Regions from separate parts of the Mus musculus genome. Here regions 1, 2, 3, 4, 5 and 7 are each linked to region 6. Evidence: chromatin contacts called from public HiChIP or PLAC-seq and promoter capture Hi-C data. All regions are on one chromosome and are shown on one strand. The core of a region is the stretch at or near the end of the contact, and the rest is flanking DNA. Distances in the headings are between cores, read along the strand shown. Region 1 holds the start of Nemp1 (nuclear envelope integral membrane protein 1). Region 2 holds the start of Smarcc2 (SWI/SNF related, matrix associated, actin dependent regulator of chromatin, subfamily c, member 2). Region 3 has its middle 9.8 kb from the start of Esyt1. Region 4 holds the start of Lrp1 (low density lipoprotein receptor-related protein 1). Region 5 holds the start of Stat6 (signal transducer and activator of transcription 6). Region 6 holds the start of Ptges3 (prostaglandin E synthase 3). Region 7 holds the start of Myo1a (myosin IA).

The links. Promoter capture Hi-C pulls out the DNA fragments that hold promoters and counts their contacts. HiChIP or PLAC-seq counts read pairs in DNA pulled down with a chosen protein or histone mark.
Region 1: a CTCF HiChIP or PLAC-seq map of the NIH/3T3 cell line shows a contact between it and region 6, with 9 read pairs. The contact joins the promoter of Nemp1 here to the promoter of Ptges3 in region 6. A contact is called at or near these places in 21 of 39 promoter capture datasets (the 3T3-L1 cell line, 3T3-L1-derived adipocytes, the C10 cell line and 14 more), 2 of 15 datasets of contacts at CTCF or cohesin (CD8 T cells and the NIH/3T3 cell line), 4 of 484 Hi-C or Micro-C datasets (CD4 T cells, Sertoli cells, bone marrow-derived macrophages and 1 more), 25 of 115 datasets of contacts at active chromatin or transcription factors (the SCID.adh cell line, SST interneurons, VIP interneurons and 19 more) and 5 of 9 other capture datasets (adipose tissue, embryonic stem cells, liver and 2 more).
Region 2: an H3K27ac HiChIP or PLAC-seq map of trophoblast stem cells shows a contact between it and region 6, with 2.7 times the contacts expected there. The contact joins the promoter of Smarcc2 here to the promoter of Ptges3 in region 6. A contact is called at or near these places in 5 of 39 promoter capture datasets (cranial neural crest, hematopoietic stem and progenitor cells, hippocampal neurons and 1 more) and 5 of 115 datasets of contacts at active chromatin or transcription factors (bone marrow-derived macrophages, effector CD8 T cells, epiblast stem cells and 2 more).
Region 3: a contact with region 6 is called in a promoter capture Hi-C map of pre-B cells, with 4 times the contacts expected there. The contact joins the enhancer-like site here to the promoter of Ptges3 in region 6. A contact is called at or near these places in 7 of 39 promoter capture datasets (the C10 cell line, erythroid cells, fetal liver and 4 more), 1 of 484 Hi-C or Micro-C datasets (embryonic stem cells), 3 of 115 datasets of contacts at active chromatin or transcription factors (extraembryonic endoderm stem cells, memory CD8 T cells and trophoblast stem cells) and 2 of 9 other capture datasets (adipose tissue and liver).
Region 4: a contact with region 6 is called in an H3K4me3 HiChIP or PLAC-seq map of bone marrow-derived macrophages, with 5 times the contacts expected there. The contact joins the promoter of Lrp1 here to the promoter of Ptges3 in region 6. A contact is called at or near these places in 4 of 39 promoter capture datasets (embryonic stem cells, hippocampal neurons, liver and 1 more), 1 of 484 Hi-C or Micro-C datasets (embryonic stem cells) and 6 of 115 datasets of contacts at active chromatin or transcription factors (bone marrow-derived macrophages, embryonic forebrain, extraembryonic endoderm stem cells and 3 more).
Region 5: an H3K4me3 HiChIP or PLAC-seq map of the 230-238 cell line shows a contact between it and region 6, with 16 read pairs. The contact joins the promoter of Stat6 here to the promoter of Ptges3 in region 6. A contact is called at or near these places in 7 of 39 promoter capture datasets (the C10 cell line, cranial neural crest, embryonic stem cells and 3 more), 1 of 15 datasets of contacts at CTCF or cohesin (the NIH/3T3 cell line), 2 of 484 Hi-C or Micro-C datasets (the G1E-ER4 cell line and cardiomyocytes), 18 of 115 datasets of contacts at active chromatin or transcription factors (the 230-238 cell line, the NIH/3T3 cell line, bone marrow-derived dendritic cells and 13 more) and 4 of 9 other capture datasets (adipose tissue, embryonic stem cells, liver and 1 more).
Region 7: an H3K27ac HiChIP or PLAC-seq map of trophoblast stem cells shows a contact between it and region 6, with 11 read pairs. The contact joins the promoter of Myo1a here to the promoter of Ptges3 in region 6. A contact is called at or near these places in 10 of 39 promoter capture datasets (the 3T3-L1 cell line, cranial neural crest, embryonic stem cells and 5 more), 1 of 484 Hi-C or Micro-C datasets (bone marrow-derived macrophages), 4 of 115 datasets of contacts at active chromatin or transcription factors (bone marrow-derived macrophages, embryonic basal ganglia, embryonic stem cells and 1 more) and 1 of 9 other capture datasets (macrophages).

The regions. Positions count from the first base shown.
Region 1 is chr10:127,674,729-127,678,325 of GRCm38.p6, reverse strand. It overlaps Nemp1 (nuclear envelope integral membrane protein 1), which reads right to left and starts at 1,261. Exons shown (of 9, transcript NM_001113211.1): 1 at 1,099-1,261. The coding sequence starts at 1,228. Gm16230 (a long non-coding RNA gene) reads left to right here and starts at 1,567. Exons shown (of 4, transcript XR_872178.1): 1 at 1,567-1,655; 2 at 3,344-3,529.
Region 2 is chr10:128,457,051-128,461,225 of GRCm38.p6, reverse strand. It overlaps Smarcc2 (SWI/SNF related, matrix associated, actin dependent regulator of chromatin, subfamily c, member 2), which reads right to left and starts at 1,911. Exons shown (of 29, transcript NM_001372395.1): 1 at 1,789-1,911. The coding sequence starts at 1,899. n-TScga2 (a tRNA gene) reads left to right here and starts at 2,681; the gene lies at 2,681-2,762. Mir8105 (microRNA 8105) reads right to left here and starts at 2,546; the gene lies at 2,458-2,546.
Region 3 is chr10:128,533,682-128,537,602 of GRCm38.p6, reverse strand. No RefSeq gene overlaps it. Among named protein-coding and RNA genes, the nearest start is that of Esyt1, 9.8 kb to the right of the region's middle. Within about 2 kb of position 2,127, at least 173 of the 459 cell types and tissues checked have an H3K27ac peak or open chromatin away from gene starts, as enhancers often do. A contact at or near this core is called in adipose tissue, memory CD8 T cells, pre-B cells and 1 more, where this site is marked.
Region 4 is chr10:127,619,324-127,623,070 of GRCm38.p6, reverse strand. Lrp1 (low density lipoprotein receptor-related protein 1) reads left to right here and starts at 1,923. Exons shown (of 89, transcript NM_008512.2): 1 at 1,923-2,453. The coding sequence starts at 2,384.
Region 5 is chr10:127,641,005-127,645,131 of GRCm38.p6, reverse strand. It overlaps Stat6 (signal transducer and activator of transcription 6), which reads right to left and starts at 2,146. Exons shown (of 22, transcript NM_009284.2): 1 at 1,883-2,146.
Region 6 is chr10:128,056,880-128,060,540 of GRCm38.p6, reverse strand. It overlaps Ptges3 (prostaglandin E synthase 3), which reads right to left and starts at 1,559. Exons shown (of 8, transcript NM_019766.4): 1 at 1,255-1,559. The coding sequence starts at 1,256.
Region 7 is chr10:127,703,593-127,707,720 of GRCm38.p6, reverse strand. It overlaps Myo1a (myosin IA), which reads right to left and starts at 2,465. Exons shown (of 27, transcript NM_001081219.2): 1 at 2,352-2,465; 2 at 2,140-2,255; 3 at 1,803-1,897; 4 at 797-901; 5 at 548-594; 6 at 304-367; 7 at 5-103. The coding sequence starts at 2,465.

The sequences.
Region 1 (3,597 bases), core at 12-2,511, 380 kb after region 6:
CTTCCAAATCCTGTTCTAGGCTTTTAGGCCCTGATCCGGAAAAGAATCTTTCCTGGACATATACTCTCTTCCCAAAAGAAGTCTCCAGTCCCTCTTGAACAATATATTTATGGGTGTTGATCTTAAAGCCACAAGTGAGAGCAAGTGACAGGCAGGCAGGAACGGAAGGGGGCAGTATGAGAGTGGATGTGTGCTTACACGCCTTGGCTGTCTTTATTCTCTGGAGTTGCTACTCCCTCCAGTGGATGTTGGCAAACATCACTTATTTTCCCGGCCACTATTTAACAAGGGAGGGAAAACACGATTTCTTATCAACTTTTAATTTTTTTTTTTTCTGGTCGGGATCACAAAATAAGTTTCTTACCTAGTCCGGAGTTGACTGTCCAGCAGAAAGTACAAAATGAATGTGCTTGAAAGAATGAATAAACTTAGGAACTACGTCCCGCTTAAGCGGATGGCCTCTTATCTTTCCTGGGCAACTGGAGTATAATGACTCCAGGTGTGTTCTCCGGAGCTATTTGGGAGGAGGATCTTAACAGGAGGCCAGTGGTGGCACACACCTTTAATCCCAGCACACAGGAGGCAGAGGCAGGTGGGTCTCTCAACTCCAGGCCGGCCCGGTCTAAGGTGTGAGTTCCAGAACAGCCAGGGGCTACCCTGAGAGACCCTGTCTTGAAAAACATTCAGGTGAACTCTATTCCACTGTACCGAGACAGATCCATCCCTGGGGTGTTTTTAGTAAACTGAATGAGTGGGGCGTTTGCTTTCTCCTGACCTATTTCAGGGCGAAACCCAGAAATCCGTTTTAACTCAGAAATTCAAGAGACCTAGCAGCACCTCGGAGCCCCTCCGTGGTTTCCCCCCTAAAGGGTGTCAACCAGCCCAGGCCTCCCTTCCTGGGGAAGGCTCAGGCCTCCGCCCGACCCGAGCTGTCCGGAGGGCGGCCCGGGACCCGTCAGTGCGGACCGTCCCTGGAGCGTCTCACTCAGCGTCCCGAGCTGCTCCGAGTAACGGGCCGCACCCTCGGGATAAGAAACCACTTTTCCACATTTAACGCCCTCGCGCCCGACCCCTGGGCAGCCGCTGCCCGGGTGGTACCTGAGCCGCAGACCACGCAGCCGGCGACGACCAAGAGCAGCCATGTGGCGCCGCCGCCGCCCCCGGCCCCCCAGCACCGGGGCCCTGGACCAACCGCCGACCACACCGACACTTTGATTCCTCCCGCCATGGATGCCTCACACCGCCTCCTCCTCGCGTGCCCCTCCTCAGCAACTGTCTCCGAACGGGCAGCGCCGGCAGCCAATCGGCTGCGAGACCCGCCCCCACCCCCACCCGTGGAGCAGGCGGGGCCTCGCGCGCTCCGCCCTCCCGCGCCCCTAGGAGCCACACCTCCTAGCAACGCCAATCCTGGCAGTGACGACAGGAAGAGCCCGCCCTTTCCCCGCAATCTGCTTCCGTCCGCGGTTTATTTACAAATGAGATTGATGGAAAGCTTACCCAATAGGAAATCAGAATGAGAGGAGGCCTCCTGGACTGCGTGTTTCCATCGAAACGTCTCTTCTAGTTTTTCTTTCCTTTCTTCCTCGGCCCTTTTATGACATGCTAGCCAGTGGCAACTCTTCACGAGTAAGGTTCTCCCGTGACCGTTTTTTAAGGTAAAATGATTGCCAGCCTGTCTCCAAAGTTCTGAAATATTTCAGCAATAAGTACAGGATTATTGTGCGTTGTCAAGGTTTTGCAGGCATAAACAACGTTTGAAAATGTAGAGATAGAGCTGAGATAGAAACTCTGACTTCGATCCCCAGCACTGCAAGAAAAAAACAAACAGAAAACAAAACACCAAAAAAAAGTATTAATTTGGCTTCGGTTTCCTTTTTTGACTGAAGATGTAGCTAAACTGTGCACAAGGCCCTCGTTTCAATCACCAACGCCACAGGAATAAACTACAAGTCCCGAGCATTTCTGGTTTTGAAACGAAACAAGTGATAATTAAGACAGCTTATCCTCTCCATTTGGGAAAAAAAAAAAAAAAAGCCAAGGCTAAGAGAGAGAGAAAAAACACAAAGTAGGTTCTGAGCTCAAATCTAAGTTCTTTCTGTGGCTTAGGTGCCTCCCAGTACTTGCAGTCCAGGCACTGTGTGTGTAGCACTTACAGAAATTGAAAATTGAAGCACCTTTTTTTTTTTTTTTTTTTTTTTTTTTTGGTTTTTTGAGACAGGGTTTCTCTGTGTATCCCTGACTGTCCTGGAACTCACTCTGTAGACCATGGCCTTGAACCCATAAATCTGCCTGCCTCTGCCTCCCAAGTGCTGGGATTAAAGGCGTGCTTGTAATCCCATCACTTGGGAAGTTGAGAATGAAGGCTTGCTGAGAATTGAAGAGTAGCCAGGATTATAGAGTTTGAACCGTGAGAACCTGTATGTGTGTGTATATACATACATATATATACACACACACACACACATATATATACATATACATATATATATACACATACATACACACACACATATATATACACACACTTGTGTGTAGACACATGTATACATGTATATGCACATTTATACACACATATAGATGGCTTATTGCGATGGCTCGGTTGTGTAAACCTAGAACTCATATGACAGGAGAAAACCAACTTCTGCTCCCACAGGACCTCCATACTGACTCTGTGGCACACAATACCCCCCACACAATTAATGGATCGATTGATAAAAAAAAAAAAAAAAAAAAAAAAAAACTTTTAATGTCAAGGTTAACAGGAGGCGTGTTGGTCCATATCTGTTAACTCCAGCATTCAAAACACTCAGGTCAGAGGATCACAAATAAGATTAGCTTGCACTACACATCTAAAACCAACCTCAAAACAAAAACTTACATTAATGTGAAACAAGGGAAGACTAACAAACTATCCCAGACAAGGGAGCATACGTAAACACGATGAACCACATGTCATATAATATGGATCTTGGAACAGGAAGAAAAAAAAAAGCCCGAAAAACAAAACTGAGATTGCAAGCGTGAGTCACCTCTTCCCTGCCAGTCCGCCCTGCCCATCTTTCGGTCCTGCTTCGGTTTCTGTGAGTACTGTACATATTCTCTGCCTGACCTGCAAATGTCAAGCCATGTAGTGGGAAGGAGCCTTGTGCACCAGAAAACTTGGGTTTGAGCTCAGTAAATATAGACAAAAACTGTAATAGAAGCTGCAGAGCTGACCCCACAGTGAACAGTGTGGCACTGCTCCATCTAGCACAGGACGGAGTTTCTTCCCAGCACCCACTTCTGGTGGCTCACTGCCTGCTGTAACTGCAGAGATTCTAACACCCTCTTCTGGCATCCACAGGGTACTACATTCTCACTGCCTGCTGTAACTCCAGGGATCCTGTCACCCTCTTCTGGTCTCCAAGGGTACTACATTCTGCCTGCTGTAACTCCAGGGATCCTGTCACCCTCTTCTGGTCTCCACAGGGTACTACATTCTGCCTGCTGTAACTCCAGGGATCCTGTCACCCTCTTCTGGTCTCCAAGGGTACTACATAGGCACTCATGACAGGACATAACTGAAAATTAGAACAGAATGAAACCTTAAGCGTGTTT
Region 2 (4,175 bases), core at 662-3,161, 400 kb before region 6:
GTTTATATATAGAGGGCTTCAGGAGGGACTGGACCCTATTGCCACCAGCCCAGGTGACCGGGACTGAGGACTGGCAGCGAGTGACGCTTTATACTCTTCCTTGGCTGTACCCTGACGTTGGAATGGCAGGACACCGCTATCTCGGCACCTCACCTCCAACCAACTGTAAAAATTCTGAAGGTTGATGGAGCTCAAGGGAAACAAAAACCCCTTTGAGTCTCTAAGTGATACAACAATGTATTTCTTGGGGGAAACATGATAAAGACTAGGCTTCCGTCCATAATGGTGTGTTAAGAGAGCAAGGGAGTGAGGCAGGACATGCTCACTTAAAAACTAAAGCCTGCACATTTTGCTTCTACTGAAGCCAGGCATGGTTGGCATTGTAGGGTCTCCTCTCTAGCAAGGATCTCAGACCACCCACCCAGCTTGATAAATAAGTAGTAAGACAACCGCCGGGAATCCGTGAACTCAAACACTTCCGTACCATACCTACCTTGCTACCTGGGATCCTACCTTTCTGTTCTGTTCACTGAGCCAGGAAGCTACTTTCTCTTTACCTTTTGACCCTTATTTCCTCTACCCTAATTAGAGTCAGCACCTCTCGGTGGGAGGTATAAAGAGATCCGTGAAGGGAGAAGTAAATGACAAAGAGTTAAGCACTTGAAAGCTGAAGCAGGTCACAGCTGTCAAAGCCTTCGGGGCTTCACACCAAGACCCTAGACCGATCTCCCTTTAAAAGGTCAAAGGCAGAAAACTGGGAACCAGAGCCTCACGCTGAGGGTGCACACAAGTCACAGACCCAACAGCTGTTTGTCAAGAGTCTGACACCCAACAGAGAGACCCCAAATGGTTTCAGGGCTAAACTCAAACCAGAATTAGTGGAGCTTTCTGAAGCTGTCCACTGTACTCTGACAGGCTGGCTGCAAGGCTGGAGTAGCAAGAGTTGGGGGCTGTAAAACAAAGCAAGGGAAAAGAACCCTTAGCCGGGGTTGGTGAGGAAGCAGCCCATATCGAAGACAAAAAAGAAAAACGAAAAAAAGCCCAGACACCATGAAGACACAAGAATAAAAATTGGTTAAAAAAAAAAAAAAAGATAGATAGGGCTTCTTGAACCCTTTTGTTCCCCATCCTTATTTCCAGTTACAGGGTGGGGGTGGGGACTAGCGATATGAAGCTTATCCGAGCCTCTGGACCTCAAACCCAAAGCAATGCCAGGCTGGCTGGCTTGCAGAGGACTTCATTATGAAAGGAGGGTTGGAGGGGCTGCTGCCCTAGACTGCCATGTCCTGTCCCCTGAGAGGTTTGCAGCCCTTTAGAAGGAGACTAGGGTAACCCTGGGAGACAGGTGATTTCCCCAGGTAGAGACGCTTTTCAACGGCCTGCTCCGCGCCCGTCTACCCTCCTGCTCTGCCATCTGTCTCAGGACGTACACAAAGCACCACCGGGGAGGCCTGGGCCGCTCTGGCGTCTGGCTCGGCGCGGGGCTCCGGCGGGGGCCCCGCGGCTCGCACACCGGAGGGGAGGAGGCGCGCGGCGGCACCGGTCAGCCTGGAGGGCGAGGGCTGCCGGGCCCGGGCCGCCGCCCGGAGCCGCCGCCGCCCCCGCCAACGCCGCTGCGCTGCACCGGGGCAGAGGGCACGGTGGGGGAGGGGTGGGGGAGGGGCGCGGGCGGGCGGGCGGGAGGCGCGGGGAGGCCTCGGGGAGGGGCGCGGCGGCCGCCGCAGGGTGGGCCGGCCCCGGGAGCGGCGGCCAGGGGCCCTTTGTCCCCGCGCGGCGCTGCCCGCGTACCTTCTTGTAGTTCTTGCCGAGCCAGAGCCGCACGTTGTCGAACTGGGTCACGGTGTCCGCGGCCTCGTAGTACTTCACGTTGGGGCCGCCGTCCTTCTTCCGCACCGCCATCTTCTCGGGCTCGGGCCCCGCCGCCGCCCGCCCCGCTCAGCTCAGCTCCCGCCTCCTCCTCCGCCCGCCTCCCGCCGCCTCCCGCCGCCACGACCGCCGCCTCCCGCCGCCTGGGCCCCGGCCGGCGGAGCGCCCCCTGCCGGCGGCCCTGCGTAGCGGTGGCGGGCGAGCCCGAGCGCGCTCGGCGGACACCCCGGCAGCAGCGGCGGTGGGAGGCGGGCGAGCCCGAGCGCGCTCGGCGGACTTCCCCGCAGCGGCAGCCCGGCTGCTTCCCCGGGTCTCGCAGGACGCGGCTGTAGGACAGCGGAGCCCTCCCCGACTTGGTCTCGCAGCGGCAGTGGGGCTTACTGTTCCACTCCACGGGGAAGCCGGGAGCCCCGGGTCTGCAGCTCCGCCCCGTAACCCCGAGTGGCCCCCGGCACGTACGTTCCCGTGGAACTCTTTCGCTCCAATAAGTTCCTTCCAACCATTCCTGTTTCAACCCACGAGTGTCCCTGACGCTCCTCGTCCCGGTGCACCCAGCACCCCTGGTGCTACCCGGGGGGGTCAGGTGAGGGGTCTCCTCCCTCTGATCTTCGGGTCTCGCCAGTCGCCTCCGCTTTAGGAGTCGGCTGGCGAGCCCCGATTCTTCGACCCAGGTTCAAGCATTGTGGCGCGAAGGTGCGAGGGAGGGAGCGGCTCTGGGTACGAGCCTCGGGCCGCGACCCTGCACCGGTCCGCTCGCACCCAGTCACCCGTGCGGACCCTTTCTGTAAGCGCGCGGCCAACCATAGTTTTGGGAGTCACGGTGGCCGAGTGGTTAAGGCGTTGGACTCGAAATCCAATGGGGTTTCCCCGCACAGGTTCGAATCCTGTTCGTGACGGCAGTTTTTCGTATTTTTTTTCCCCCCTCCTATTAACCAGTAGTTGAGTGGTTGAAAGTGAAAAGGCAGCACTACTCCTTTAGGTTAGACCAGGGTGACATACAAACCAAATTGGGCATCGCTGTATTCGCTGTTAGGATACCAGGCACTTTGAGATATTTTTGAGAATTCTGTAACATTTCATAACAATGAAGAGTAGTCGTTTTGTTTGGGAAAGCTAGTCAAACCTAAGATTTCTAAACAGGGCATCTTTGGAGTTTGTGACCAAAAGTGGAGCCTTGAAGTCTGGTGACTGGAGACACAGAAACAAGCGTTTCTCATTTGGATTTTTCTTTTTAATTTAGACAGGGACTCATGTGCACAGGCTGCCCTTGAACTTGCCTTGCAGCCAAGAATGACTTTAAATTTCTGATCCTCCTGCCTCTACCTCTCAAGTACTAGGAGTTACAGGTGTGCCTGAGCATGCCAGGATCCTTTGCGGCTCGGAACTGAATCCAGGGGTTCAATTTGTTCGATAGGTAAGCATTCTGTTTCGCTACATTCCCTAGCCCTCATTTGAGTTTTCCTGAGATAACCTCAGGTATCACGGGACTAGGAGGAGGCCTACGTTGAGGATTTGTTGGGCACCAGAGGCTGGTTAAAATCTGTGTATATTAACCAAGCAAGGGAATTCCTTTCTCAGGCTCTAACCCTCTCATGTTACCCAGTTCTTTTTATATTTCATTTCTTGCATAGCAAAACCTTCTCCAGGAAAGGATCTCTGAGAATTCATGGAGCTCCTGGTTTTGGTTTTTGGTTTGTTTTTGGGTTTTGTTTTTTGTTTTGGTTGGTTGGTTTTTTGTTTTGTTTTGTTTTTTGAGACAGGGTTTCTCTGTATAGCTCTGGCCGTCCTGGAACTCACTTTGGAGACCAGGCTGGCCTCGAACTCAGAAATCCGCCGGCCTCTGCCTCCCAAGTGCTGGGATTAAAGGCATGCACCACCACCACCCGGCTCTGGTTTTGGTTTTGGTTTTGGTTTATTTTTACCTTATTTCCCACCTTCATATGACTGCTTATGGCTTCTTGAGAGTCCTTCCTACCCTCTGTGCAGCCACCATCACTAAGGAATCCTCTGCATTCCCCAAGCTATTCCTCTTTAAGGTGCTTGATCACTGTCACGCCAGCTGGAACCTGTCACCCTTCCATGACCATTCAGTGAGTTTCCTGCAAGGAGTCCTCTTGTTTGTCTGCTGTCTTAGTTAGGGTTTCACTGCTGTGAACATCCACTGTGACCAAGGCAACTCTTCTATGGACGACATTTCATTGGGGCTGGCTTACAGGTTCAGAGGTTCAGTCCATTATCATCAAGGTGGGAACATGGCAGCATCTGGGCAGGCATGGTGCAGAAGGAGCTGAGAGTTCTACATCTTCATC
Region 3 (3,921 bases), core at 878-3,377, 480 kb before region 6:
AAGTCAGCAGCTCACAATCACCTGTTATTCTAGCTATGCACATGCACACTCGTGGACAAGCACACACCGCATGCACACTTACTTTTAAAACCATGGTTGAGTGTGGTGGTTCACACCTGTAATTCCTGCACTTGAAAGGCTGAAGCCAGAGGATCAGGAATTCAAAACAGCCTCAGTTACATAGCAGGTTCCAAGGCGCCTTGGGGTACAAGAAAGTCTAGATCACATAAAGACTGAATCTGGAACAGATGCTCACAACTTTAACTCCAGTTCCAGGGGAATGATACCTTCTCCCAGCCTCCTCAGGTACCAGGCATATATATATATATATATATATATATATATATATATATATATATATATACATATACATACAAGTACATTCTGCTAGGTTTCTGCAATTAATAAGCAATGGGGCCAACATTCAATTAGGCAGGCTGATTCTTCTTTTTTTAATTATTTATTTATTTTATGTATATAAGTACACCATTGCTCTCTCTCTCTTTTTAAAAACTTTATTTATTTTATGTATGTGAGTGAATGAAGATACTGTCTCTGTCTTCAGACACACCAGAAGAGGACACCAGATCCCATTACAGGTGGTTGTGAGCCACCATGTGGTTGCTGGGAGTTGAACTCAGGACCTCTGGAAGAGCAGTCAGTGCGCTTAACTGCTGAGCCATCTCTCCAGCCCCACATTGCTCTCTTCAGACACAACAGACAGAGGGTATCAGACCCCATTGCAGATGGTTGTGAGCCACCACGCAGTTGCTGGGAATTGAACTCAGCATCTCTGGAAGAGCAGTCAGTGCGCTTAACCGCTGAACCATCTCTCCAGGCCATGGCAGACTTGATTCTTGACTGTAATAAACCTATATAGAGTCATCCAGGGCAGCAGCACTATCCGACTGACAGTAGCTTTTAAAAATGAGCACAGAAGAACGCTTCATCAAACCTTTGAAAAGGAGTACAGAAGAAAGGTTCATCAAATCCTGTTTCCTCTTCCGTCTTCCAGAGTGTGCTGAGATCAAATACCACCTCCAACCCCGTGCTTCCCGCCGAAGTTTATACACACAACCAGGAAGTGTAGGTACTCAGTTCAAGCCTTGGTCATGAGACGCGGCCTATTACAGTTTATCACCACCAGGTGGCGCTTAAGGCACAAAATTGACAACAGATGGGGCCCCACCCTGTTTGTGCGGTTAAGGCACAGCACCCCGTGGCTCCTGAATCCGATCTGTGACAAAACCGGCCTGAAAAATGTTCTGTGCACCATATAATAATGTCTATGTGAAGGTCTCATGATGTGGTGGGTCGAGGAAGAAAAAGTTAGAAATGCATGTACCTCCGGAGCTCAGCTGGTCTATTCAACAAGAGCCTTTTCTTTTACTGAGGTGTGGTACAAGTTTTGGTGTGTGGGGAGTCCTTCAACTAAGGAAGTTCCTCACATTGCAGTGATGGTAGTCCCAGCAAGCAGATCACCCATCCTCTTCTGTTTCTACTTGCTCACATGTGTGAATGTGGAGAGCCTGGGTAAAAGAGAGAATTGTGCTCAGGAAGTCTAGATCCTGCCAGGCCTGGGGCAGCAGAGAAAGGGAAGTAAAACTTAATATTACTCTTTGATGCAGAATAGATTTTGAGTCTTGTGTTTTTCTGCTTAGCAGGGGAAGTAGGGTTGGTTAGAAGAGAGAGATTAGGTTTGTAGCTGTGCGTCTTAGTTACTGTCCTATTGCTGTGAAGAGACATAATGACCAAGGTAGTTCCTATAAAAGAAAGCATTTAACGGGAAGCTTGCTTACAGTTTTAGAAAGTTTAGCCTGGGCTGGAGAGATGGCTCAGCTGTTAAGAGCACTGACCGCTCTTCCAAAGGTCCTGAGTTCAAATCCCAGCAACCACATGGTGGCTCACAACCATCTGTAATGGGATCTAATGCCCTCTTCTGGTGTGTCTGAAGACAGCTACAGTGTACTAACATATAGACATATATGTAATAAATAAATAAAATCTTTTTAAAAAAAGTTTAGCCCGTCATATCATGGAGGGTTGGCAGCCCTTGAGGCTGGTGCTGGATAAATAGCTAAGAGCTACATCCTTCTGTGTAGGCTTGGCATGGACTTTAGCACTTTCCAAGTGCATCTTCAGTGGCACACTTCCTCTAACAAGGCCACACTTCTTAATCCTTTTCAAGCAGTGCCACTCCCTGGTGACTAAGCATTCAAATCCATGAGCTTATAGGGCCATTCTCATTCAAACAGCACAAGCTGGTGATTTTTATCTGGCTTGGAGCTGTGTTTCCTCAAAATTGCTTTAACCCCCACCCCCACCCCCTGCAGTCCACCGTCTCTCTCCCTCAGCTCAGCCAGGACTTTGGCCCTGGGTCTATTAGGTCTTGGAGGACCAGGAGATGATGGATAACTCTGGAAAGGTCAGGCAGCTCACAGACACTTGTCATCAGGTAACCCAAACTGACCTTGAGTTTCTAATCCTCCCACCCCTACCTCTTGAGTACTGACTGAGATTACAGGTGTATGCCACCACCGCACCTGGTTTTATGTGGTGCTGGGGATGGGACCCACGGCTTTGGGTACGCAGGGGTCTTAGTTTGGGTTTCTATTAATGTGACAAAGTACCATGACCCAAAAGCAAGTTGGGGAAAGGGTTTATTTGGGTTACGTTTCTACACTGTAGTCTATCACTGAAGGAAGTCAGGGCAGGAACTCAAACAGGGCAGGAACCTGGAGGTTGGAGCTGATGCAGAGGCCATGGAGGGATGCTGCTTACTGGTTTGCTCAGCCTGCTTTCTTATTGAATTCAGGACCACAATCCCGAGGATAGCTCTACTCACAATGGGCTAGACCCTCCCCCACTGATCACTAAGTAAGAAAATGTCCTGCAACTGGGTCTTATAGTGGCATTTTCTCAATTGAGGCTCCATCCTCTGATGACTCTAATTTGGGGCAGGTTTGACATAAAACAAGTCAGTTCACCAGGCAAGCACTCCACTCACTCTTCCCTGTCAGTTTGATCAGAGAAGTCATGGACCCATCAGAGTTGGGGCTCCAACCAGCATATGTTCTGCAGAGAGGAGGATCACCACAGAGGGAATGTCCTACTGTCTTCAAGGGAAGCCATGTGGTCAGTGAAAGGACAGGAACCAGAAACACCCAAGACCAAGTTCTCAACACAAAGGAGATTTATTTTTTATTTTGTAAAATATGTTATCTTTTTTTTATTAGATATTTTCTTTACTTACATTTCAAATGCTATCCTGAAAGTTCCCTGTACCCTCACCCTGCCCTGCTCCCCTACCTACCCACCCCCACTTCTTGGCCCTGGCATTCCCCTGTACTGGGGCATATAAAGTTTGCAAGACCAAGGGGCCGCTCTTCTCAATGATGGCCGACTAGACCATCTACAAAGGAGATTTATTTGCCCCAGAGGGACAAAGGACAAAGGACTGTCTCTGGATGGAGAGGAGACAGACATGGCCCGTAGGCAAATGGCAGTTCAGAAAGGGAAAGGGAGAAAGAACCTCATGTTGGGTGAGTTGGTTAATTTTGATCAGAAGTGTTGATATGGGTAGCAAGGGGGTTTCTCACTACTGGACTTAATGCTTTGGTAACTGGACCTTGGTGTTTTGTCTCAGGAATGTGTCTGTGGCCAAATAAGGGAATGTACCTTGGGGGCTAGCTTTAGGAATGTAATCTTAACAGTTTAGCAAGGCAAAGGGAAGGGAGGAAGGGGGAGACCTGACAGAGCCATGTTTGCCAGTCTTGGGGCTGCTCCCTTCAGCCAGCAAGACCCTAAACTGTTTCAACAGATCCCACAACTGGTAGGAAAAAGAACTAAAGGAAACAACAGACTCTTCCCCAAATTCTTACAAGTAGCACCTGAGGACCCCAACTGGCCACAAGAAGAACA
Region 4 (3,747 bases), core at 674-3,173, 440 kb after region 6:
ACCCAGGACAGGTCCATGGAAGAGACGCGAGGTGAGAAGGTCAGGAAGAAGATTCATCTGTGTAAGCCAAGCGGCAGGCTCTTAGCCTTCTCAGGCTACAAGCTGCATGGTAGCTATTGATATCTTTTTTTTTTTCCCTGTCAACGTTGCCTGAGGTCAGTTTCAACCAGATTTTGCTTGGACCACAATATTGGGTGGAGACCTAGCAGAAGCCTGTGAGCATCCACTAAAAATATTTAGTGACTCCATGCCTGGGCCTGGCACTGTATTAGGCCATGGAAGCTGGATAAAAGAATAACAGACCACCCCTGCTGAGAGAAACCCTGTGCTAGAAAAAAAAAAAAAAAAAAAAAAAGGAGGAGGAGGAGGAACAGGAGGAGGAGGAACAGGAGGAGGAGGAAGAAGAGGAAGAAGAAGAGGAGGAGGAGAAGGAAGAGGAGGAGGAGGAAACCTTCAGTATATTTCAAAAGGAAGAAAGACATCAGGCCTCTACTTGAGCACAGGCTGGAAACTGGACGGAGGAAAGATGGATCCTGAGAGTCCAGCCTGGGAGACTATACAGTTAGCCTGTCCGTGAGCCGCATAAGCTCTCATTGAAGAAAGGCTCTCAGTCATTAATGGACAAGTCTATTTTCTGCCAGTGACAGGCTGGAGTGTGTGTGGGGGTCACTCCTGTGGAGTTAGTGTACTGGTCCCTGGTCTTTAAAGTTCATCTCTAGCCAGGGATGTCGCCTGCTGAGCTTTCCAGAACTTTCACTTCAGGTCACAGAGAAAGTCAGACACTAAGGGTTACAGTCTTCAAACGTCGCCCACAAGAGGGCAGTGGCCGGAAGCACGTTCGCCGGCCCTAGGAACCGCCCGATGCTTTCTGGACTCCAGAGTACCGTTCCCAAACCGACTGAGACTGGGGACAAAGGTCCGGCACTCAGCACACAGCCCCCTAGGACTGGTGTCTGGTAGCGGAGCTCTGGAGTCCTTCATTCCAACTCCCTGTAGTTTGGCATCTGAAACCCTGACTTGGTGGGAGGCCAGTCAGAAGGTATCAAAAACAAAACAAACAAACAAAAAAAAAATCGAGCCTGACCTCTCAGGGCGAAAGGGGATGGCTCTACCCCAACCCCACCCTCTGGTGAGTCACCTCTCTCCAAACCAGAGCCTGCCTCTCCTGCGCCCCGTGCCAGGCGAGCAGGGCTGGGCGGGTACTAAGGTGGGCTCCATCCCTGAGCCCAAGGCGGGCCGACAAGCTGCAGCGTGTCCCCGCGGGTGTCCCTGTTTACTCTGAGCCCTGGAGCGAGGTGGGGGCGGGTCCATGTGGCCACTCCTTCACTCCGCCTCCTGAGGACGCAGGCCCCAATCCCAGACCGGTTCTTACAAAGTCTCCAAATCAAAGCTCAGCCTTTCCCGCACCTTCCCGGCGGACCGGCCACCCCTGCCCCCACCCTAGGCTAGGGAGGCACTGTCTGGGTTTCCCCAAGGAAATCAGGCCTCCGCCTAGACAGCGGCTCGGGACCCCACTGAGGGGATCTGAAATCCTGGGGTGTGACATAGAGTTTTAAAGAGGCACTAGAGCGCAGCTCTCCTTGCCCCTTACCCCATTCCCACCCTTGGCTCTACCGGCTCTAGGGAGCGCTGGGATGAGGTAGACGCAGTTAGAGGACAGGGTGCCCGGGGACTCCCACTCTCGGACCGCTTCCCAGAACTCCAAAGCTTGTAGCGCCTCCGACTCCCCCTCCCCAGGGCAGCGCGCCAAATCAGCGCATGCGCACTGTCAGGATTGCCGCGTAGCTCTTTCTCCCCCCCCCCCCACCTCTTTTTTTCTTTCCCCGCCCCTTCCCTCCTTCCCTCCTCTCCCTGTCCCCTCCCTCTCCCCTCTGAACACCCCCCTCCCTCCTCCCCCCCACCCCCCCCCCCCGCGGCACTTCAGTCAGGGGAGCAGCGGTGCGAGCTCCAGGCCAGTGCACTGAGGAGGCGGAAACGGGGGAGCCCCTAGTGCTCCATCAGGCCCCTACCAAGGCACCCCCATCGGGTCCACGCCCCCCACCCCCCACCCCGCCTCCTCCCAATTGTGCATTTTTGCAGCCAGAGGCGGCTCCGAGATGGGGCTGTGAGCTTCGCCCTGGGAGGGGGAGAGGAGCGAGGAGTAAAGCAGGGGTGAAGGGTTCGAATTTGGGGGCAGGGGGCGCACCCGCGTCAGCAGGCCCTTCCCAGGGGGCTCGGAACTGTACCATTTCACCTATGCCCCTGGTTCGCTTTGCTTAAGGAAAGGATAAGAATAGAAGAGTCGGGGAGAGGAAGATAAAGGGGGACCCCCCAATTGGGGGGGGCGAGGACAAGAAGTAACAGGACCAGAGGGTGGGGGCTGCTGTTTGCATCGGCCCACACCATGCTGACCCCGCCGTTGCTGCTGCTGCTGCCGCTGCTTTCAGCTCTGGTCTCCGGGGCCACTATGGATGGTGAGTGAGATTCCGGCGGCCCCCATGGACCCCTGGGGGCTCCCCCTCCCCAACCCCCACTCCTGCGTCTGGATGGGGAAGGGAGACGCGGGAGGGGGTGCCTTTTGTTATCCCAGTCCAGCTGACACAGCAGAGGCCTGACTGGGGGCGGGGATGGGGTCTGATTTGGGGGATGGGAGCCTGGGACAAATGATGCTTCCAGGGCCCCCCAGCTCAGACAAAGACCAGAGGCCTGGGTAGGAAAAGAGGGCTCCCCCTTTTTCTGATCTTGGGATTAAGAGGCCTTCTCTTCCTATCTCTGGTACGGGAGGGCCTCTGCCTCCCCTACATCCTCCACCCTCCCGCCCCCCCACCCCCATCTGAATTGTGAAGGAATCCGGATTTGCTGTGTACCGCTGCAAAAGGGGGCGGAGGGCCTTTTGCAGTGGACTCTGAAGGCTGGAAGGCAAAGCCGGCTAGGGGTGCCCTGCTGGCCAAAGGGCAGGCAGGCCGAGAAAGCTGTGGGTGGGGATAGGCAGGGCCCCCTGTTTGGGTGTGGAATGAGCCCTGCATCCCAGGCATGGAGGCCCGGGTCCAGAATCCTGGGCTGCCTGCCTGGGTTCCGAAGTGAGCAGCTCCCCGCTGAGGGCCTCAGTCAGGAGCCCGGTTGAGGGATGGAGGGGTCTGGTGACGCTTATGGCTGGCTTTCCCTTCTTAATTCCTGGGAGCTTTAAGATGAGAGGAAAAACGTCAGATGTCATCATTCTGGAAGAGACTGGAGAATGGTCTGGAACGCTGGGGAGGGGTTCAGAGGAAGCTCTGTCTCCCCGATTTCAGGCTTGATCACAGTTTGGGTTGGAAGGAGAGTTGGAGGTTGGGATGGGGGTTATGACCATGCCCCCAATCCTGCTCATTTAGTAAATGTGTAAAGCCCAGCCCTGTCTCACTTCATACATACACTTTGTATATTAGTTAGGTTTGGGCTGCTGTGTTGTTTTGGGGGAATTGCATGCCCCTCGTCCCTATTTCTGTCAGCTGTTTTTCCTCTTCCATGAGTCCCCAGTTCAAGACTTGCCCAGGCTTCACGCTGGGGTCATGGGGTTGAATTGGGCTGGGTCCCTAACTTGAGAAGGGGTGAGATTTTGTGACTTCCTGTCAGGTTTGCCTCTCACTGAGGACAACAGCTTCGTAGCATCTTACAGCCCTCCTCTGCCTTCAAGAGCTTGCCAGGCCGGGATTGGGAAAGTTTTTCTCTGAAACTAGATTATGTATCCTCCCCCACCCCTGTCTCTAACTTGTTTCAGTTGTGGGAGGA
Region 5 (4,127 bases), core at 897-3,396, 420 kb after region 6:
ACCCAGGTCCTTCAGGAGAACAGCCAATGCTCTTAGCCACTGAACCATCTCTCCAGGCCTATTTTAAAGTTTACAATTATCCCTTTTCCTAGATGAAGAAATTAAGGCTCAGGAAGGTTAACTTGTCCAAGGCCACTGGGCAAGAAGTTAGTAATCTGGCCCTTACTCATCATTGGGATTAATCACTATACTGTGCTGTTAGAATTCCCTCCAGCTCAGAGATCCCATCACCTTACAGATAGGACAGGAAGAGCTGGGAAGGGGGAAAGGGAGGGAAGACCAGAGAAGCAATGAGGACTGATCAGTCTGGAAGTGGGGGACAACAAGACAGCCAAAAAGCCAGAGGAAGAGAAGAAGAAAGGCAGGGAAAGAGGAGGGAGAGGGAGCAGAGTGCTGGCTCCTGAGTCTCTCAGGGGCCTCAGAGTGGGCTGGGTTGAGGGGGATGGCTCAGTGGTTGATGGGAGGGATGGCTCTCAGTTTATAATGACCTCTCAGAGAGGAGGAGGAGGAAGATGGGATGGAAACTCCCTGGGTCTCCCCAATTCCTCCTGCCTTTTGAGCCTCTTAACTCCCACAGGACTCCCATATAGAAGAGAAGGAGGCCACTTCACAGGACATTGCCTACCCTTAACCATCTTCCCGGTTGCTCTCCCACTCCCTGAGTTCTCACTCCCAAAGGCAGAGTCTTCAACTCTTGCATAGGGTCCTCCAACCAGACTTTGCTCTAAAACTGTCTACCCCGTTGGGTGGGGCATCCCGAAGAGTCACATTTGTCTTATTTTCAAATTTAAGAGAGGATTCTGTTCCCTTTTCCTCCCAGTCTCTGGAATGTTCGGATTCCAGACCTTTGGCCCTATCCTTACCCTACTGGGGACTGGGACCGCCAAGCCAGGAACAGCTCCAATTTCCTCTAAATCTCCCTGTAGAGTGACTCAAGTCTCATCCTTCCCCCACCCCAGACGCCATTAAGCCATATTTTTCTCCTGAGCTGCCGGTAACGTTGCAGGGTCTATAGGTCGGGCTAGGACAAGGACCGTCCTTTCTTGAGATCAGTCCCCTAGGGTGGGAAGGCGGAGCTACACTTCAAGAGGCGGGGCGAGCTTTCCCTTCCAGGCTCCCCCTCCCCGCCGTAGGGGAAGCCCGACAACCTAGAAGCTTCTTCGTAAGCTTGGTGGCCTAAATCTATCCCCTCCACTCCCGCATTCCGAGTCCGCTGGCCGTGTGACCCCAATATCAAAAGTCAAGGGCTTCCCTGAGTTGTCCAATGTGCGTGTATATATGACGGTGGCGGCGCTGGTGGGGGTGGGAAAGGGTGGGAGGAGGTGGAGCCAGGTCAGCATGAGGAGGGTTAACCCCCAGCCGGCTGCCCTCCACGGGGAAATCTCAGGGTTTACTGCGGCCAAAAAAGTGAGGGGGAAAGTCCCCCTCCTCTGGGGCACCATGAGATCTACATCTGGGTCTCTCTCACCCTCCAGCCACACCCTGAGTAGGAACCTTTAGCGGGCAGCAGCTAGGGGTTGGACAGGCTCGGGGACCCTGGAGCATCAACTTCTAGGGAAAGGCAGCCATGTCCCCCAACCCAGAGAACCTTTCTTCTCCTCTGCCCAGCGACTGTCCCAAGACCCAGGAGGCGCAGGGCTGAGGATTGGGGAAAGTGACGCGACACGTTGGGGACCGGAATGTGGAGGCCTGTACCCACCCGAGTCCTTCGAAAGTTGGAAACTGCCAAAACCCAGTGCCGTCAGCTAACCCCAGATGAAACTATTTTCAGGGGACCAACTGCCCCGCCCAGGGGGGAGGATCCGAGAGGCCCCGAAAATCCATCCCTCGTGGTTCGTCAAAGCCCCCCCATAACCTTCCCTACTCGCAGACGTCCCCTCACCTCAGCAGCCCCGCTGCTATCTTCTCCCTCTCTCAGAGGGCACTACCAAGCCCCATGGGTCTGTAGGTCTGTCCAGCGGGTCCTGGGCTGGCCCTAAAAACTCAATGTGTACAGACACACACACACATATGCACACAGGCACGCGCGCACACGCTCGAGCGCGCGCACACACACACAAACACACACACAGGCACGCACGCACTCGTCTCCGGGCCTTCTTCACTGTAAACCCTGGCTGCCCCGGCCTGCTGTTTCCGGCTTCTCTGTCTGCCCAGGTCCCTCCCTGGCGCTCTGACGACACAGAGAAGAGAAAGTGGGCTGGAGGAGGAAGAGGAAGAAAGTGGGGTGAACCTGTATGTACCCGGTGGGGAAGCACGTAGTGGGGAGGGCAAAGCTGGAGCTCCATTGAACCACACTGGAGGGAGGCTGACCTTTACTCTAATCCCCTTAGCACTGATCCATTCCCCACTCCTCGGAAAAGTCACCTAATATCTGGCAGAGGCATGCCACCCCGAACTGCCTAGCTACCACACAAACTTTCTCCGGGCCAGAGATTGGGACCTCGGGGAACTGTGCTATGGGACATCTGGGTTGTGTGCGTCCTCCAGTGGAGGACCCTGAAAAACAGCTGGGAGCCCGAGGCCCCTGCACAATTAGGCTCACCTCCTTCCAAGGCAGGAACGCCTTAGAAGTCCCGTGATACTGTAGGGAGGAAGTGGGGGAGGGGAACCCTTAGCTCAGAATTCTGGAAGTCTCCGGGAGTCCCTTGGAGGAAAAGGAATTCATTCGGGGATACCACGTCCCAAACCCTAGTGATAGCCACTGAGGGCTGCCAGGGTGCCAAGTTTGAATGTGAATATGCTGTGCAACCTTGGCAAAGTTCCTATCTGTTTCTGAGGTAAACACTGAGACACACCCCAAAACAAATATGTGCAATTTCCCTGGCCACAAGAAAACACACACACACACACACACACGCATACACACACACATACACACACGCACACGCGCGTGTCTGAGCTTTACACATGTAGCAGCAGGCTCTCACACATGACAGCCCTCAGAGCCTCTTAGAGTCACACACACACACACACACACACACACACGCCCCTTGTTCAGCCTCTGAATCACCATCATAACCAGAGGACTGTCCTGTAGTTTTTGTTGGGGAGGATAACAAAAGGCCAAACCTGAAAGTCGAGTGTATGGAGGGATAGTCTGAGGGTGGCTGTGTCAAGTTGGAATTTTGGCTTTCCATTGCCTTTCAGGGCTGGGCTGAAAGAGCAAAAGCCAGGCTTCTGGCGCCCCCTGGTGCCTGAGCTGATTCCTCCACTGCACATCCGTGGGCACTGTACACAGTGCAAACTTAGATCCACCCAGGTGCCAGAGCAAACTGTACATGTACATATAATATAATCATGGACTCTGAGCAAGACCTATTTGTGTTCAAGTCCTGCCAAAGATGCTAACTGCAGAATTGGCTGGTTCATTATCTGTAGGACGGAGCACGCAGAGTGGCTTAAGCTGTGGGGTTGTGAGAATAGAATATACTGATACATAAAGGCTCAGAGGAACTCTGGTCACCTAGTAAACAGCAAGCAGGAGGTACTTTTGTTGTTGTTGTTGTTGCTCAGCTACTTGGTTGGACTGTGGTTGTTGATGCTGTTGTTGAGACAAAGGGTCATGTAGCCCAGGATGGCCTTGAAATTGCCTAGTAACCAAGGACAAACTTTAACTTCACCTCCCAAGTACCAGGCTTAGAAATATGCAACAAACAGCAAGAGGGCTTGTGATGCTAAGAACTGAACCCAGGGCTTTTTGCATGTCAGGCAAGGATGCTACCAAATGAGTCACATCCCAACCCAACAATTAATATTTGATGGGTTGGGTTTTTTGTTCTTGTTTATTTATTTATTACATATGAGTACACTGTCACTGTCTTCAGACACTCGAGAAGAGAGAGTCAGATCTCATTACGGATGGTTGTGAGCCACCATGTGGTTGTTGGGATTTAAACTCAGGACCTTCGGAAGAGCAGTCAGTGCTCTTAACCATCTGAGCCATCTCTCCAGCCCCCTTGATGGATTGTTCTTAATGTCTATAGATATACTGTCTACATGAATGTATACCATGTGCATGCCTGGTGCTCTCAGAGGCTAGAGGAGAGCATCACATACCCTGGAATTAGAATTACAGATGATTGTTTTCTAATTACCATGTGGGTCTTGGTAATCAGATCTAGGTC
Region 6 (3,661 bases), core at 310-2,809:
CCGTTTCTCTACCTGACAACTTAAATTGTTTCCCCACAGACTGTCCTCTTACCTCCAGGAACACGAGGGGGTGGGGGGAGGGCACACACATGAATAAAATTACTATAATGAAACACTAAAATGTAAAACCTGCTACATATCTTTGTTTTTATGGGGGACTCCTCCAAATTTCTTTACACATTTTCTAGTACTACATGGTCTTCTTCTAGGACCTGTTTCTCAGCCACTAATTGGCTCTAGGACATCGTCTATCAATTTAGATTTTTAGCCATTCAAGCAAGCAGTTAAAACTTAAACTTGTACAATCGTTAAACTTTTTTTTTCAACTACAATCCGTAACTTTTAGTGCTGTGCATAGCAGCCACCCACACCACCCTCAAGTACTGTAATTCAATTCTCTCATATTTGAAAGTTGTCCAGGCTAGAAAAATAAGGGCAAAAATTCTTAGATTAAAAGAATCTGTAACCTCCATATAAACAAATTAAGACCTTCAGGCAAGTGAGATGGTCATTTTATACCTGTTTCACCTCCGCATACAAAGAGCATGACGAAATGCCACCCAAAGTTTATTGAGGTACAGAGAAGAAAAGAGTCCACAAGTATCTTGTGACTAGACACGTGCAGAACTACCTGCTCCATAGTAACTATTACTCGCTGCCAAGGAGGTGACCGCATTTGCTAGCGTTCACCATTTTCAAGAGACCCGAGATGTGGGAACGGGAAGTTTCGTTGTGGTGACGGCATGGCCCCCTCTAGTTGCCTAGCAGTGCCTGCCGCCGAGGGCCGCGTGGTGCCCTACCGGTAGCACCGGCTTACGGCGGCACCCACAAATGCTCTCAGCCCGGTCCTGCCGGGTCCGGGCATCAGCACCGAGCGGCAGGACTCCACGGCTCCCGGCGCCCTCATGGCGGAAAGCTCACACACGAGTTTAGGGCCTAAGGCTAAGTTCCCAGAGTTCCGAGAGAGCCAGGCTGTCTAGGGAAGAAAAGTGGGATTTCTGGCACGAGGAATCCGGGGGTCGATCTGGAGGTGGGGAAACGGACATCTGGAGGAAAAATGTCCTCCAACGGTAACAGGAACAAGGATGCAGGCCCTCCCACCCCACGGCAGGGCTGCCACCAGCGCGGGCGGGGAGAAAGGCGAAGGGCCGAGGGTGGGGGGAGGGCGAGGGGCCGTTTCCCGGCAGCCGGGGCTCCCGGCGCGGCCTCGCTCCGCTCCGGGACGACCTTCCGTCGGCGGGATGTCGCACTCACATGGTGAACGGGGCAGAGGGCCAGACAAACGGGTGGGCGGGCCTCGCTGGCGGCGGCTGGCGAGTCGACTCCTCTCCGGCGGCGACTCCGGCGGTCTCTGCCCGGTCGCGGCCTCTCCTCGCTCCTCTTAGGCGACGGCGGCGGCGGGCTCGGCCTCGATGCCCAGAATGCACCGCGCGGAGAGCGGCTCCCTCAACCCGGGAGAGAAGGAAAGTGTAGGAAAAGGGGCGCGAGGACGGAGAAGGAGCGTGCGTGCGCGCGAGGGGTGGCGAGGCCGGGCGGCGGCTGGTGACGCAGCAAAATGCCCGGGCCGGCCGCCGCGCGTGCGCAATCGCCGTTTCCAGGCTCTGCGCGGTTTTCTAGAGATCTCTACGGAAGGGGCGGGGCCTCCCGGCTCCTTCGCGATCCTTCCCGCGCCCGCCCCTCCCCTCGACCCTCCGGCTGCCCCGTTCGCGCCTGTCTTCCCGGGCTCCGGTCTCGCGTTAGCAAGCCGTTGGCCGCCAACCGCCTGAGCACGCTCGCGGGCGATCTCCCCGAGAGACGTAGGGGCCGCCCTGGAAGGCGGTGGGACGCTGCGGCGTATACAGCAGACCCCAAGGCGATGTGTGGGGATTGTTTTGTCTTAGACAGGGGTGCCTGCCGCAAACCCAGGTTGGCCTCGAGTTCAGTCGCCCGAGTCCGGGATTGCAGTCCTGTGCCAAAGCCACCACGCCCGGCAACGCCGGTTGCATCCGTGGAAAAACGGCTTCGTCCTTAAAGCCTGGACCACTCGCTGTTTTTCTGATTGTCCGGATCCCGCCTGGGCTCCTTTAGCGGAGGAGCTGCTTTTGCCTCTTTGCCTTTAGGGGCGCGCCTCTCCCCCCTGCTTGGAGACATTGGCGCCCTGGGGGAGGCGAGGAGGGAAGTTTCTAGATTAATTCGCTGTCTCCTTGCGTGAGTTCAGATGAGGTGGTTAAGGATCTATTTGAAAATCCTTTGACTGGTTTTGTATACAATGCCCTGGGTTAAATGGGGTTAGTAGCCAAGAACAATCTCTGCTTATCAAAAACTGACGGATTAGGGCAGAGGTAGACCAATGAGCCACTATTAGGACATCAGGTTTTTAGAGTAATCCTGCTTCAGTCTCTTATGTGCTGGTATTACAGGCTTTTTTCTTTTGATATTGATGTCAGTGCAGACTAATTGGTGATGTTGGCTGTATAGTCCAGATCCAATTGCCTGATGTTAAGAACTTTACCACCTGTCAGGGAAATGAAAATTAGTCTGGTGTAGTGTCACAGGCTTGTAATCTCAGCTGAAGGAGCTGGGACAACTTGGTAGTGTGGGCAACTTCCCTGTTTCAAATTTCCATTTTTTCCCGAGGTGATGTAAGTATTCTGTCAACAATTATGTATGTGTACCGTGTGTGTGCCTGATTCCCACACAGAGGTCAAAAATAGGGCCTGAGATCCTTTGAAACTAGATCATGTGAACCATGTAGGTTCTGGGAATAGAACCTATGTCTTTAAGAGCACCCAGTGTTCTGACTGCTGAACCATTAACTCCAGTTCCCTCAAAATTCGAAAAGAGCTAGGGTTCATGGCCCATGTCTGTAATCCCAACAGTGGGTTGGCAGGTAGAAGCAGGTTGATCTCTGAGTTTGTCCAGCCTTGTATATATAAAGACACATGCCTCAAAAAATCAGACTTGCCGGGCGGTGGTGGTGCACACCTTAAATCCCAACACTCCGGAGGCAGAGGCAGGCAGATTCTGAGTTCGAGACCAGCCTGGTCTACCAAGTGAGTTCCAGGGCAGCCAGGGCTACACAGAGAAACCCTGTCTCAAAAATCAAAAAACAAAACAAACCCCCCCCCCAAATCAGACAAAAACAAAACAGACAACCCCACCCCCCAAAAAGAAACATTTTCAATTTCAATAAAGGTTAGGATGTAGCTCAGTGGTAGAGTACTTGCTTAGCATGGGTAAGCCCTGGGCTTAGACCATGACACCAGCAACTACTAACACATCCCCAAAAGAAAAAAGACCCACTGTTATAATGGAAAATTGAAAAGTGTTAGAAGCACAAAAAAAGAGGGACATGTTAACTGGAAGAAACAGAACAGGCCTTGTTAAGAAACTTTTATCAGGGATGAAGAAATAGCTCAGAATTTAGAGCACTGGCTGCTCTTCTATAAGACCTGGGTTCAGTTCCATTAGTCCCAGGATATCTGACCTCTGGCCTCCAATGGCACCAGGCATGTGCATTGGGCATAGATACTACACACAGGCAAAACACCCCCACACAAAACTTAAACAAGGCCAGGTATGACATATGCCCTTAACCCTAGCACAGTTAAAATCAGGCCATCCAGGGCTATGCAGTGATTGATACTGTCTCAAAAAAAAAAAAAAAAAATGATGATGTAGA
Region 7 (4,128 bases), core at 1,216-3,715, 350 kb after region 6:
ATACTCAGCAGCTGTGCGTCTGCTCCAGCCAGCAGTTGATAGAAGATATGGAAATTCCTCTCCCCTTTGAGTTGCTTCACCACTCGGGACTTCTCAAGCAGATCTGGGAGGGAGTTAGGATGCATCCATCTGAAAGCCCAGGGGACTCTCAGCAGATCCCTCCCATTCTGCCCCAAGCCCCAGAGTTCCTAAGAGTTGGGGAGTTTCCTGAAACCTAACAATGCTCTTGCCTGCAGGAGCAGATGGGCATAAAGGGACAGAAGTGGAGAGTGTTGGTGAGGCTTATGAGAGGGGGACACATACAGTTGGTGATGACACCGCCCAGGGGGGACCCTTTGAAGTCAAACTCGATGTCCATGTACTTTCCCTGCATGGAGAGACCAGAGAAAGCCTTGGCTGTCTTTCTCCCCCAACACACACACCTGTGGGAGAGCTTTGTTCTGCCCTTCTTACTTTCAGTCCCACCTCCGAGTTCTTCCTGCCCACCCCACCCCACCCCACCCCCACACCCGCCCCATACTCCTCCGGGGCAGATGTGTTCACTCACAAATCGAGAGGAGTTGTTATTGCGGATGGTCTTGGCATTGCCAAATGCTGTGGACGGGAAGAAAGAGAAAGTGAGGGGCCGAAGCTCCCAAGAGTTGGAGCCCAGAGGAGGAAAGACCTGAGGGCACAGCTCCTTCCAGTCTGCTGACCAATGGTAGCTTTTATGCTGAAGGGAAACCACAATTTTGGAAGAGGGTCTACTAAGGCTAAGGGACTCTGGGGATAAAGAGAGTAGAGAGTAGCGGCTCACCTTCCAGCACTGGGTTTGACTGAAGCAGCTGCTCCTTCACAGAGTTCACCTGCTCTCCTTTCCCACAGACAGCAGCCACGTAGGACATCACTAGCTTACTCGCCTCTGTGCAGGAGAAACTCTGAGTGAGTCAGGACACTCCCCCTCCCCCTCCCCCTCCCACCGTTAACTATCAGAGTCCTTGACCAGGACACAACCGCTTCTACCTCCTTAACTATCACAGAGTCCCCAGCCAGGGCACGCTCACTCCCATCCCATTTAGCTCTGACACCACATCACTAACAGTAAGAAAAACAGGGACTGGGCTGGAGTGGTTAAGAACACTTGCTGCTCTGTGTGTGTGCACGCAAATGTATGTGTGTGAGTGTGCGTGTGCGTGTGCACTTGGTTTTTGGAGATGTTGTCTCTGGGTAGCCCTGGCTGTCCTGGGACTTGCTCTGTAGACCAGCCTGGCCTCAAACTCAGAGATCCTCCTGCTGCTGCCTCCTGAGTGCTGGGACTGAGGGCATGCACAAATAGAGTGCTGGGACTGAGGGCATGCACAAATAGAGTGCTGGGACTGAGGGCATGCACAAATAGAGTGCTGGGACTGAGGGCATGCACAAATAGAGTGCTGGGACTGAGGGCATGCACAAATAGAGTGCTGGGACTGAGGGCATGCACAAATACTGCCATGTGTTACTTGAGGCTCTTGTAGAAGACCTAGGTTCAGTTCCCAGCACCCACATTGGGTGGCTCAAAACCACCTGCAACTCCAGTTCCAGAGGATCTGACAGCCTCTTTTGCCTTCTGCAGGTACCCGCATGTCTGTGGTGCAAATATATACACACACTCAGTCATATACATATAGACAGAAAAAATGTAAAAATCCTAAAAAAGAAAATAAGGAAGAAAAACCAGAGAGGAAGTAATGGGGACAGAGGACAGGGACAGGCCTGGCTTGGAGAGATAAGGAGGTGACTCCAGACACCATCTCTGGTCTCTCCCAAGCCTTGAGCCTCCTCACCAGTCTTGCCAGCTCCACTCTCGCCTGTGATGAGGATACACTGGTCCCGGTCCCGATCCTTCAGTGACTGGTAGGCCACATTTGCCAAAGCATAGCTTGTGGGAAGGAAGTGGTCAGTGGTCAATGTGAGGCCAGCCCAAGGGCATCATCTTCCAATCCTTAGCGCTGGGTTCATCCACCCTCCCCGTGTGATCCAGATCAGACAAGAACTGAGTCTAGGAAGGATTCTCAGGGGAAGAGGGATGCTGGAGGAGCTCCTTTGGGGAAAGACCGGGGAGGGGGAGAGGAGGATGCTTCATGGACATTTGTCAGCCCTCCTCTGGTTCCCTTTACTCACATGTGAGGCTTCAGCTCATAGAAAGTATAGTCCCGGTATTTGGCAATGAACTCTGGTCCATAGATGGGAAGCTGCTCGTAGGGGTTCATTGAGATCACCACATTCCCAATGTATGTCTGGGGTCAGAAGGAGGGTGAGACAGATGAGCCTGGCAGGAGGAATACTGGAACCCCCTGGGTACCCCCACAGCCTGGCTCCCATGGCAAGCTCACATAAATCTCTTTGTTTTCATAACGGAGTTGGAGGTTCTTGATCAGAGACTCCTCATCTAGGGGCTCCAGGAGGATGAGGTCTTCCACCCCCACGGGACCTTCCAGGAGAGGCATGCCAAGAGGCTAGAGGGTCCTAGGAGTGAACACTGTAAATTGCTGCTGATGGCTCAGCTTAAGAGTTAAGTCATGGTGGGAGGGCAAGGAGGCATAAGGGCCTACAGGAGAGCCCTCTGACTAGAAGGGTCTCTGGACCAACCTGGCCATCCAGGGAGGTGGAGGAACCCGGGGTAGAGGGTGAGATGGGCATCAGATAGGACTACCTCTGTCTGCCCACCTGAGGGGAAGGGGAGCAGAATTGTGCTTAAAGGAGAAAGCTGGAAGAAGGGTGAGCCAAGCTTTGTTCTGCAGCCAGGTATTCAAGGTGCTCTCCCTCCTCCCTCCTGAGGGGGGCGCTCTCTCTGGCCCCTTGCTCCAGTGCTTATATCCAACCCCTGTCTCAGTCACCTAATCCCTCTACAATTCCCATCTCCAAGAGGTCTCTCTTTCTTGCCATTACCACAGTGACTTCATTTTTAGATGTTGGATAAAGTGATGAGATCAGCAATGTAAACAAAAGGTCAGAGCTGCCCGTGGAAAATGGGAGTGGGTAGGCTTTCTCAACTGTGAGGTCTCTCATTATCTCCCCTGCTTCCGTCTTTAGTTGTAAAATCTTCACAGTTTATACCATACCTATCATCTTCTGGCATGGACTTTGCCCAAAGAGACACACCCCATTTTTTAGTAGCTGGTGGGAGTGGGGAAGGAGAGTGCTCCAGGGAGGACTCTGAGGGTTGGGGGCAGGGAGAGCTGGGCTGGGCCACATGCTGCAAGCATGTGGCAGGTGTTCCTGCAGGAAATAAAAGCTCTCCTCAAGCAGACTGAGTGGGCAGGGCAGCAGAAGTAGTACAATGGTCAGTGCCACTCCCTAGAAGGAGTACAACACATTCCCTCACTCTCTGGCTTCTCTGAACCTAGGGGAAGAACGAGAACAGCATACAGGGCAAGGAAGGCATCCAGGCTTCTTTCTCCTTCATTTTGTTTCCCCAAGCTCCAGTAACTTCCTAAATACCTAGGGCACCACATGAATACTGATGATAGCAGTCTCTAGAAAACACGCAGTGTTCATCACAGGACAGACAGAGCTCTAAACACTGTAACTTGACAGTTATAATAGCCCATGAAGTGGATAGTACTATTAGCCCATATTTCTCAGATTAAAGGCAAGTAGCCATCCGAGGTGGCTTATGCCTGTAATCACAGTATTCAGGAGGCCAAGGCAGGAGGATTGCCATAAGTTTGAGATCAACCTGGGCTGCACAATGAACCACAGACCAGCCTGAAGTACAAAGTAAGATCCAGTCTTTGTCTGTCTCTCCCACCTGCGTGTGCGAGTACACATCACATGCGTGCACACATGAGAGCACACACACACACACACATACACACACACACACAGAGTCTTTGAAGCAACCTGGCAGGGAAGGGTGTGAAGCAGAGGTAGGGTATAGGAACACAGCTTTGAGTTTGAATTGAGAGGAGTACAAGTATGATTATCTGAAGGTGAGAAAGGAAAAAAAGAAACAGATCCCAGAAGGAGCACCCCAAGGTGACAGGGCAGGGCAGGACTTACCCAACAGTAGAAACAAGGGCGTACTTCGGTGCCCCTTGGAGAATGGGGGTGGGGAGCAAGTCCCAGTCTGATGGGAAGGGTATGAGCCACAGATTCCAAAGATGGAGC